Linked DNA regions of Mus musculus: region 2 is linked to region 1. A link is a contact called in public HiCAR-type data. All regions are on one chromosome and are shown on one strand. Each heading gives the region's core, a stretch centred on a gene start, on an enhancer-like site or on the middle of the called end of the contact. The rest is flanking DNA. Distances are from core to core; before and after follow the strand shown.

Region 1 (5,717 bases), core at 2,398-4,897:
TGGAAAAAGTTTCAATTCCTTGAGCAAACAAACCCTTTTTTTGGGGAGGGGGGCAGAATTAGGTGTAGCCATCAGAATTCTGACATCCTCTTTGTGTCAATTCCATGGATTCCATCATCTCTCATCCACCTCCAGGACCCTGCCCATGCCCCCACCATGTTCCAGAAGAACAGGATAGAATCCAAAGAGGAAACTCCCTTTAGGATCTACAGGGAGATGAGAAATCATGTCTTGGCAGGTGCCTGGAGGCAGGGAATCCCAGATGCGGAACATGTGGTGGATGATTCTTTTGGCTTTAAAACAAAACAAAACAAAACAAAACAAAACAAAACAAAACAAAACAAGACCGGAGACATCAAGATAAGTCAGTAGGCAGAGATGCTTACCACCAAGCCTGGTGACCCAAGTTTGATCGCTGGCACCCCCATGGTGCAAGGAGAACGCCTGCTCCGGCCCCTCAACGAAACACACACACCCTGTAGCTGTCAGCCTATGTACACTCACAAACACAAAAATAGGTAACAATGTGAAAAAAGAAATAGCAAGCTAGCTGGAGAAGGCTTCACCACATACCTAAAGAACAATGAGATCTCTGCCCAGTGTGTGAAGTCAAATTGGCAACAAAGTGACTAAGTGAAAGCCTTAGAGGACTAGAGCATTAAAAAAATTTAAAAGATAAAACAAACAAACATGCTTGGAGAGGGTTGCTAAGGTTAAGGAAATCATTGTCAAGATGAGAATTACAGGCCCTTAGCTGTGGCAATTCTGCCCCTGGAGTGTGGGGTTATGGGGAAGGCAGTTTACAGACCCAAGTAGGAGGGAGTGGCTTGGGGTTGCAGGGGTTTGTGATGGAGGTCTGTCTGCCCACTCCCAGGCTGCCACTGGGGCTCACACAAAGCACTGGTGTCAGGAGCAGGAGCCTCAGCCTGTGATTCCCGTCTCGTGAGTCTAGCACCTGTGCACCCAGAAGGGGATGCAGAGACAGACTGCAGTTCCTACCAGAGCCATGTTTCCCATTAAAACATCTACCTGCAAGAAGGGCATGGTGGCTCTGTCTTGTTATCTAAACACTCAAAAAGCGGAGGCAGGAGGCTTGCTGTGAGCCTGATGCCAGCTAGGACTATGTGTTGGGATCCTGTTTTAAAAAACAAACAATCCCTCAGCGTCCATTTGGATCACAATCAGTGAAATGTTCGAATTGTGTTGAAGACTGGAATGCGTTCAGAGTGTTAACCTGGGAGCAGCAGGGATTCCCTCCCTGTGTCTGGGTTTCAAGTCCAAAATAATTGATCATGGTGTCTACCATCTGATTCTGGAGAGCTGGTTTGGAGAAGCTCAACAGGAGACAAAGAATGCTTGGTAAAGAAAACAGGGAATGCTGTCTGTCTGTCTGTCTGTCTGTCTGTCGGATCCACATAGTCACAGCCAGGACCAAACTCAAATGTAGTTGTTACTTCATATATGTCTAGCTCGGTGGACAAAACAGAACTGGGTCTCTCAGTAGCTCAGTGGACTGGCTGAGGACACAGTGACTCCAGTAGCCAGAGAAGAGTATGGCTAACCCAATGTGGATTGTTGCGTTGATTCACCTGGCCAGTGTAATATTTTTCAGAACTCTCTCAATATCCCCATTACACATCCACCTCCCTGCCAAATGGAGTATCTTCCCTTTGAAGATTTTCTCAGTGTCTGTGAGGTGACTGGAGCCTGCTCAGTGGGGTTTGAACTTTGAATGCTCTTGCCAAGGAATGTGAACTTATATAGAATCCGCTCACACGCTGAGGCTCATTGGAAATACACTGTACATCCTGACGGTTCTGTTATGAAGATCACAAATCACAATGCACTGGGTGTGTAGGTGGGTACCTGCGAGCTCAGTGCTCACTAGGTGAAGGCAGGAGCATGGAGAGTTGAGACCAACCTCACTGCTTAATAAGATCTTGACTTAAAGGAAAAGGAGGGAAGGGGAGAGGAAGGGAGGGAGGGAGAGAAGAGGAGAAAAGGGGAAGGGAGAGGAGAGGAGAAGAGGGAAGGGGAGAAAGAGGAGGGGAGGGAAGGGAAAGGAAGAAAGGGAGGGAGGAAAGAGGAGAAACGGGGAACGAAGGGGAGAGGAGAGGAAGGAGGGGAAGGGTAGAAAGAGGAGGGGAGGGGAAAAGGAAGGAGAGGGAAGGGGAGGAGAGGGAAAGGAAGAAAATGGGGGGGGTGAGGAGGGAAGGGGAGGGAAGGGAGGGGAGGCCAAGGCAGAAGCAAATGAGAGACAGGTGGGAGGTGAAAGAGGAATCTGCCTGTTGTCCTATTCTGACCTCCACATGTGTGTCCACAGGTGCACACACACTCGTGTGCCGTGCCACATGTATGCATAATATATATCTCCCCACCCACCGACTTTGTTTCTGAAGAATGTTGAGGAGAAAGCCTCTAAAGTCAGCCATTCTGCCAATTTATTCTGAATTTCCTTCGCTCTTTTAGAAGGAGAAAATGAGGGCTTTGGAAATAGCTCAGCTGGAAAAGTGCTAGCCACAGGGGCATGAGGTCCTGTGTTTGGATCTCTCTGTAAAAATCTGGTGAGGGTGCAGACCAAGACAGGCAGCTCTTCAAAACTCACGGACTGCCAGCCTAGCTGCATGGTGTGCTTCAGGTTCAGGGAGAGACTCTGCCTCAAACACCGAGGTGAGAGCAGTCGTAAAGACACTTGATGCTGACCTCCTGACTCTGTATATGAAATCTCATGTATGCACACATACACACCACCAATGCACACATACGTGTGTACACATGAATACACCTCCTTGGCACTGCCTGCTCCCAGAAGTGCCTGGCACATTTGCAAAGCTGTCTGCTCAGAAGCTTACCTTGTGTGGAGGGGAGGATGGACGCCCTAGGGGGTCAGGGGTGGACTCTGACCCCGGCGGATCATTAAGATGATGTCACTAGGATTTGGGAGCAGGAAGTATGACCTGGTCAGAGGAAGAAAGGTGCTCAAAACGGACTTTTGAAGGACATTTCTAGTGTCCCAGTGTCCTATTCCCTGTCCCTCTGCCACATGCTCTAGCCTCCATGGTGTTCTGCCTCACTTTGGGCTCACTGAATCAAGCCAGTCAATCTGAAATTCTGAGCCAGAATAACCCTATAACCCCTTTTTAATGTAACTTGACTTGCTCAGGTGATTTGTTACAGCAACGGAAAGCTATTAACCATTTCCTTACCTGTTGCTCCCAGGTGTGCTCTCTCTCTCCCTCCCCCTTTCTCCCTTTCTCCTTCTCTCCCTCCCCTCTCCTCTCTTTTGCTTTCTTTTTTTGAGACAAGGTTTCTCTGTGTACCTTTGGCTGCCCTGGAACTCACTCTGTAGACCAGGCTGTCTTCGAACTTGATCTCACAGAGATCCACCTGCTCTGCCTCCTGAGTGCTGGAATTAAAGGTGTGCACCAGCACACACACACACATCACATGGCACATTTCAACCACGTGTGAAGTAGAGATGCCAGTGAGAGGCACCCCCAAGACACATCCATTCCCAGCTTCAACATCACCGGGAATCTTGTTTCGTCTTTGTCCATTTGTGTCTTTTCTACTGGATTATCTTGAGGCCAATCCTAGACGTGACATCATTTTATAATACTTCATTACGTGTCTCTAAGAGGTTCCAAGTACAGACAGGATATCAGGATCTTGTCTGGAAATGCTTAGCAACAATCCCCGAGGCATTATCAAACATCTGCTCAGAGCTGGAACTTTTCTGCTGATCTCAAATACACCCCCCACCTCGGGAGTTATGGCTATGATTATTATTTTAAGTAAGACTTCGGGTGAGATCTGGGGCTGGAGGATGCTTCCGACTGAGGTTTGATTGGCAGAAGTTCAGTTTGGACACCTCCTCTTTTAACTACGCTTCTCCTGCTTTAGAGTCCTGCGTCACTGTCAACCTGCCTATCCCGGTCCCAACTGTGCAAACACACCATAGGGGCAGGAATCGCTCCTCAGGTCTGTCTGCATTCTGTCCCCACTATAGGAACAGGGTCTGCCGTAGAGTTTCGAGTAAAGGTGTTTAAAAATATATCTGGTTCTTATCAGGTTCTTGCCGAACTGGTAAATCTTTACATAGGCCTATGCCAGTAGATCGTTTATCAGCCTGTTTTTCATTACTGTAACGAAATACCTGAGGCTGGATCGCTGTAAAGGAAAGAAATGTTTTATTTGATTCACACTTTGGAGGATGAAAACTCAAACAGCACAGCGCTGGCTCTGGTGAGGGCTGCTGGGTAGTGTGGCTAGTGACAGATGGCATCATGGGTGGGGGTGGGGGGACGGGGGATACATTTGAGAGGGAGAGACAGGAAGCCTGAGAGAGGAAGTGAGCTGGTGACAACCTCCCACTAGCTCCACCTCTTAAAGGGGCTAATCACCACATCACATGAGCTCGGTTACATAAACACAGATCTTGTGTCAGACTTGTGACAAATCATGGGTGGCATGTCCCATCAAGCATTTGTTACAATAGGAAAGTGAGGGCTCCACTCTAGCCACCTCAAAACAGTAGAGTTTCACTACTGGAGGCAGGTCGAAGGTCCTGGAGGAGGTTTTCAAGGATTCCCGCTGTGTGGATCAATTCTTGGTAGATCAGCAGGGTCCTTGCTGGGGATAGGCCAAGCAGGTGTGAGGTGGGGATTCTTGCAGGGATGCAGGTCTGGTGAGGCCAGGGTCAAAGTTCAAAGTTCAGGCCTGGTTGCAAAGAAGCCTAGAGGACCTGGCTAAAACTTGGTGAATGAGAGTAGTTGTCCAAGGATGAACTAAATGTTCTTTTGCCCCAGATTAATAGATTTTTCCTCCCCTGTGTGTGTGTGTGTGTGTGAGTGTGTAGGATGTCTTCTGGTGTTTTGCTCTATGTCTTGGTCTTGGTCTATGGTCTTGCTAGCCAGCCAGACCCTGAGATCCTCCTGTCTCCCATGCCCACGGTACTGGGGTGTGAGGCACACTTACAGCCATGTCTGACCTTTTACATGGGAGCTGGGAATTCCAACTCAGGTCCTCCTTGGCCACTCCAGTGCACTTCATTAACATTCTTTGTAGGCCTTTCTCCCTGCCCCCCTCTACTGGGGATTGAACCTGCGACCCTATGCATGCTGGTGGAGCACTCCCCACCCCCAGTTGGTGGGGCACTCCCCACCCCCAGCAGACCTTTCAGCCTTTTCAATGGTATTTCTGTTCATGGTTTGTTTTCTTTCGTTTTGGGTCAGGGCTCTCTGTGAGCAACAGGAACAGATTTGGCCACAGAGGGGCCAGTTTCAACTGCTTGTGATGTTTTGGTCACCCCACTTAATGAGCAGCTTCCAGGAAGAAAGCACACATTGCCTGGGTGAGGGGCCAGTCACCCTGATTGGCAGGCCTTCCTGAGTGTGTGGGGGAAGGCCTTGTTCTCCTGAAAAGAACTGGGCTCTTGTTATCGGGGAGAGAAACACAGAAGCTGTAGGCCATGGGAAGGTGGCTGCCTGCCCTCCCACACTATTAGCTCTCCGTCCACCCTTCCTCCTACATCTTATCTCAGGATGCTCTCTTACTGCAGAATGAGGTATAGAAACAGAATAACCAGTATAGGCACCATTAACGCTATACTCAAGAACAGATCAAAGGAACTGACTCGCAGGACACTGCTTAGAGTAGAAAAAGGACAATATTAGTATGCAAAAAAAAAAGTATCTAAACACTTCTGTGATGTGAGG
Region 2 (5,717 bases), core at 1,324-3,823, 110 kb after region 1:
CCCTGTGTTGTTTTCTGACTCCATGAATGTTCTGCTTGGCCTGGAAACAGACTTCCTCCATGTTCCACGTCCCTACCTCAGAGACATCAACTGGAGAGAGACAGTCTTGCCAGGGTGGACATCTACTCTACCCCATAGAGCACCCGTCCTTTTATATCCAAGGCATTACTCACAGATGGTAGTGACTTGGGTGTGCCCTGGGATGAAGAGCAGAAAGCTCTTGCTGAAGGCACAGGGATCCATTTCCCAGGCTGGGTAGGCACGGGCTGACACTTCCCATTCCTCTGGCCCTGGATGCTGCAGGTTTTCTAGCTCAGACATCTCACTGAATTGATTCCCAATGGTTCCAGTTCCACGTTGTGGAGAACTAAATGTGGTCAAGGGTTTGGTTACTGGTGGTCCCAGCCTGGCAGCTTGGGGGATATAGGGGCCTCTAGTGTCTTGTGGCAAGTGTACCAGAATTGTTCAGTCCTGCATGTCCCATCTGATCCAGATCTTATCTTGGTAGGATCAGTGCTAGCCTGTGGGTAGCTCCTCTTCCTCAGCAGAGGTCCATCCACCCTGAAGTCCTGTTCTGTAGATTAGAGATCTGGACAGGACACCAAAGAGCAGCTGCTACGATCTATCAGTTTGCAGACCAACAGAGAGCTTCAGTGGTGATTGGCCTTGCCTAGGATCTCACAGTCAGCATGAGACTGGGACCAGCTGTTCTCTCCCTGGGAAATCTTCAAGAAGGATTTAAATAGTCTTGCATGGTGATAGTGCCCACGTGTGCTTCTGTGCCCTGAACCCTCTTGAGCGCTGAGCTCCTGAATGTATGTAAGGGGTGGGCACGTTACCTCTGCTGGGGCCTCCCCCAGTGCATGTAGTAAAATCCTGCCCCTAGGTGATGTGTTAGGAGGACCCGCCGAGGAGTGATTAGGTCCTGAGGGGTGGAGCTCCCAGAAATGACATGAGTGCTCTTATGAAAGAAGTGCAAGGGAACTTGATCACCTGCTCCCACTACAGAACTATACAGAGAAGGGGACACCTGGGTCCAGAAAGGGGCCTCCCCAGACTCTGTCTCGGGACCTTGGCCTTTGCAGCGTCTACACTGATAAAATAAAATAAAATACATTTCTGGTTTCTGTAAACTATTCTATGAGGGGGATTTTGTTATAGCGCCCAGACAGGATGACCATCCTGACCAAATCGAGGGATCCTGCCAGCTTCCCTATTAACTGCAAGCTCATCCGTCCCGCACCTAGGCAGCATACCTGGGAGCTGTCTTTGTCCTCTTCTTACCAGGAAATGTGTGCACCCCATCTTCAGAACCTGGACCAAGGCCAGCCCCCTCCTGCCTTCTCTGCTGGCTGGAGCCACCTGGTTTTTACAAGCTGCTCATGAGTTTCTCACCTCTGCCCTCCCGCCCAGCCCCCATCCCGGCTTCCAGTTACAGCGGTTCCCCTGCTCAGAACCTCCCATTGATGTTTGCCTCGTTGTGACTAGATGGAATCCGGGAAGAATTAGACACATCTCTCATACCAGTGTCACTCCTGACTCCATGACTCAGTTTGTCACCATCCAATGGCCCTCTTTTCCTGACTTCCTTTTTTCTTCCTACTCCCCTCTCTCTTTGTGTGTGTACAGGTGCGCGCCCATGCATGTGTGTGCCTGTGTGCGTGTGTGTGTGCATGTGTGTGTGCGTGCACAAGCGTATGAGATGTATTTGCCCATGAAGGTGTTTGTGGGGATCAGATTGACATTGGTGTCTTTCCCAGTCACTCTACACTTTATCTTTTTTTTTTTTTTTTTTTTTTTTTTTTTTTTTTCGAGACAGGGTTTCTCTGTATAGCCCTGGCTGTCCTGGAACTCACTTTGTAGACCAGGCTGGCCTCGAACTCAGAAATCTGCCTGCCTCTGCCTCCCGAGTGCTGGGATTAAAGGTGTTAGCCACCACGCCCGGCCTCCACTTTATCTTTTGAGACAACGACACTCACTGGACCCAGAGCTTCCTGCTTCAGCTCGCCTGGCTGGTCATCGAGTCCAGGGATCCTTTCCTGCCCCGGTGCTTGGATTACAGACACCATGGCCACACCCAGCTTTAACATGGGCTGGGGACCAGTTTACACAGCAGACACCTTACCCTATTCCTCTTCTTTCTGTTTTTAGTTGATACATGTGAAGATTTTAGGAGATAAAGGGGGCTGCAGCCTTCCGGCATCCTTTCCAACTGTCCGCTCAGGTCTTTCCTCCCTGATCCTCCTGCGGGCCAGGCCACAGCTCTTGGTCCCCACCCCTCGCTCCCTACCTCCATAGAAACTCTCACTTGTCCGCTGCACTATGGATGCTCAGGCTCCCAGAGACCATGGCAACAGCTGCATCTGAAACATGGAAAATGAAAACAAGAACTATTTTTCAAACAGGAGGCAAAAGCCCAGAAGAGTGGAAAGAACACGTCCCGTGAGAAGGGCTGGGTGCCATATTGACACACGGATGGAACTTATTTTCTGAGCTGGGCTTTGGAGGTGCAGGAGCCGAGCCAGACTATGACCTCACAGCATCCCCAGAGCAGATCTGAGCATGTGGAAAAGACTTATTAAAGTCTGCCTTTGCTCACTGTCACAGTCTAAATCTGAACCACTGCTCACAGTCTTGTGGTTTGAATGCTTGCTCCATGACTGGTTACTATTTTGAGGGGGTCTAAGACCCTGGGGGAACAGAGCCTAGCTAGAGAAGGTCGGTCACAATGTGGGGATGTGGGGGTGTGGCATATTGCCTCAACTGTTTCCTGTTGCCTTTTCCTTCTGGGTCCACCATGATATGAGCGTTCTCTGCAACACATTCCCACTGGCACAAGCTGCTCAGCCAGGTTTTTTGCTCCCTGCCATGGTGGGCTGAGGAACTGCTTCGTCATGTCTTCCTATCCGCCATGGTGAACTGAGATCCACCTGAGTAAATCCTTCCTTCACTAGGGTGTTTCTGTCAGGTTTTGTCACAGCAACATAAAGGCAATGAGCACCCATGACCCCCAAACAGATGAACAGGTCTCTCAGCCCTCACTCTGGGCAAGTCTTTGTGGACCCATCTACCAGCCACAGGGCAGTGGGTCCAATCTGCCATATTTCCAATTCCTATCCTCTGTCCCAAGACCTAGATTTTGGCATTAATTGACATGGCTGTAAGGGCTCTCATTAACCCTGCTTCACTGATTTACACACTCATGGGTGGGTGTGTAGAGTGTTTGTTGTAGTATGTATGTATGTATGTATGTATGTATGTATGTATGTATGCGGTATCTGTGTTAGTTAGCTTTCTGTGAATGCAAGGCACACCCTGGACAATTGTCTGAGTGAGAGGACAGGTTTATTTGGGCCCACGGCTCTGGAACTTTCAACTCCTGTTTGTTCGGGGGTGCCTGCGTCTCTGGGCCTGAGTGCAGAGGTGCCTCACGAGTAAGCAGATCTCTGTATGGTGGCCAGGAAGCAAAGGAAGCTCTGAGAGACCAGAGTCCCACAGCTTCCACCCCTGCCAATGACTTGAAATAGACCCCACCTTTTAAAGGTTCTATCGCCTCTCAGTCGTATCCTCCCGGGGACTAAACCCTTGACCCAAGCAAGGCCTTATAGGGACATTTCAGATCCAAGCTGGCACACAGTACCTGGGTATAGCTGAGAAGTGAGCAGGTAAGAAAGTGTGACCCTGAGAGACTTGACGATGATTCGGTGGGTAAAGATAGCACTTGCTGTGCACGCAGACCCTTGTTTAGATCACCACAACCCAGAGGAGATTACTACAACCCATCTTGATGCGATGCTGTTGCATGCAGTATAATCCCAGCACGCCTACAGAGAGGTGCGGGGTGGAGAAGGGGACTAGTGACAACTTGGGGGCCGCTACCACGGTGTGCAAACATGTGGCAGGGGCAGCTCTGGAGGCTGCCCACCCACACCCATGCACATGCACAGAGAGGGGAGGAGAGGGAGAAGGCCAACAGGTCTCCACTCCTAAGATCTTGGTATCCCGTGCAGAACCAGACAGCCATCGGGGTCTCTAGACAGCCTGCAGCTTTAAGTAAATTCCCCAGCCTGGGGGCCGAAGAGCACAGCTGCCATCTACCCCCGGAGAGCATCTTTGATTAGAACACCCAGTGGACTCTGGAGCAGCAGATGCTGTGTGGCTGGTGAACTCGGAGGGAGTGCAAGTCATATCAGTACCTGCTCTGAGAAACTAAGAAACTCCAAAAAATTTTGCTAAGAAATAGATTCCCCCCCTTCTTTCCTTCCTCCCTCCCCTACCCCTTCCTCCCTCCCCGCCCCTCTCTTTCTTTCTTTTGAAGTGGACTTCTACCTTCAAATCTAGACTTTACAGAATCAGGGGTAAACAACAGCAGCCCAGAGTTTGCTGCACTGCTCGCCCCCATCTTCTTTGCTGTTAATTTGTTCCAGGACAGGAAATCCAGCCGTCATGGCTCTCGGAGACCAATTCACAGTCTCAGCTAGCTCACAGGACAGGAACCTGTTGTTGTCTAGCCTCCATCAAAGGCTTTGCCCTCTGGCTGCAAACAGGCCAGACCAGAGATGACTGCAGTTGCTCCTGCTCAGCTCCGTCCCTTTGTGGTGCTGTCCTGGCCCACAGATGGGCGCATGCCCAGGACAAAGGGTCCATGAAGGGAGTGAGGGCGTACAAGTGCCGGCTCATGAACACACCTTTCCCAAGGGCTGCTTCAGCTGACGAGAGGGGCTTCTTCAGAGAAAGGCCTACTCAGGTCCTCCATGTTTGATTTCTTTTTCTTTTTTGGGGGGGGGCGTGGTTTTAGCTGTTATTAGGTTTTTTTTTTTTGTTTTGTTTTGGTTTGGTTTTAATATTAGGTTGTAGAACTTTCTTACATGTTTTAGAAATGGATCCTGTATCAGATAAATAAACACTCCATCAGCTTGGTAGGCTGTCTCTTTTACTTTAAATGTTGTTCTTGGCTATGCAGAAGTTTTAGTTTGATGCTAACCCATCTGTCTATTTTTGCTGTGTTTGCCTGCATGTTTATGTCATATAAAAAATACACACACACACACATGCACACACACACACATATACACACACACACACCATTGCCAAGGCTACTTACTGGCTAATGACCAACCTGTGTGTTCTCTGAATTTACAAGTTTGGCTTCCCATTGGCAAGTCTGCAATGCAGTTGGAACTGATTGTCATGTGTGTGAACACAGGCTCCACATTCTCCCTTCAGAGAATGTGCTGGGGTCTGGCTTTCCCAATATCATTGGACAGGACCGGCCTTTTGCCGTTGTGTGAACTTGGCAGCTTCATGGGAAGTCTGCTGACGGTCCATGTGTGGACTCACGTCTGGGCTCTCCGCTCGTAAGTGACAGTGTTTACTAATTTCCTTTTCAGACAGCTCATGACCAAATGCAGCTGACTCTTGTTGCGTTTGTGATCTGCAGATTTGCTGGTTTGTTTCTTAGTTCTAACAGACTCCCCCCACCCCACCCCCTTTCCTCAGAGGTTTGTATACAGTAGATGACAGGATCAACAGATAGAAACAGTTCTGCTGCGTCTTTCTCTGCTTGGATTTCCGTCCTTCTTTCTTGCCTTCTTGCTTTGTCTCGGCCACCTAGTGCCCAGTTAAAGAACAGTGTTGAGTGCTGAGCACCCTCCTTGCATGGTCTGAGAGACACAGCTTTTGCTTTTTCACACGGACAGCTAATGAAGTGTGAGGTT

What was found. HiCAR-type assays count read pairs that join an accessible place to other places.
Region 2: a contact with region 1 is called in a HiCAR-type map of fibro-adipogenic progenitors, with 3 times the contacts expected there. The contact joins two enhancer-like sites. A contact is called at or near these places in 5 of 484 Hi-C or Micro-C datasets (the C2C12 cell line, the HPC-7 cell line, bone marrow-derived macrophages and 2 more), 5 of 115 datasets of contacts at active chromatin or transcription factors (Th17 cells, embryonic fibroblasts, embryonic stem cells and 2 more) and 4 of 9 other capture datasets (embryonic stem cells, embryonic tail, embryonic trunk and 1 more).

What each region holds. Positions count from the first base shown.
Region 1 is chr2:166,221,859-166,227,575 of GRCm38.p6, forward strand. No RefSeq gene overlaps it. Among named protein-coding and RNA genes, the nearest start is that of Gm30536, 30 kb to the left of the region's middle. Within about 2 kb of position 3,648, at least 4 of the 459 cell types and tissues checked have an H3K27ac peak or open chromatin away from gene starts, as enhancers often do. A contact at or near this core is called in fibro-adipogenic progenitors, where this site is marked.
Region 2 is chr2:166,333,363-166,339,079 of GRCm38.p6, forward strand. No RefSeq gene overlaps it. Among named protein-coding and RNA genes, the nearest start is that of Gm30733, 50 kb to the left of the region's middle. Within about 2 kb of position 2,574, at least 15 of the 459 cell types and tissues checked have an H3K27ac peak or open chromatin away from gene starts, as enhancers often do. A contact at or near this core is called in fibro-adipogenic progenitors, where this site is marked.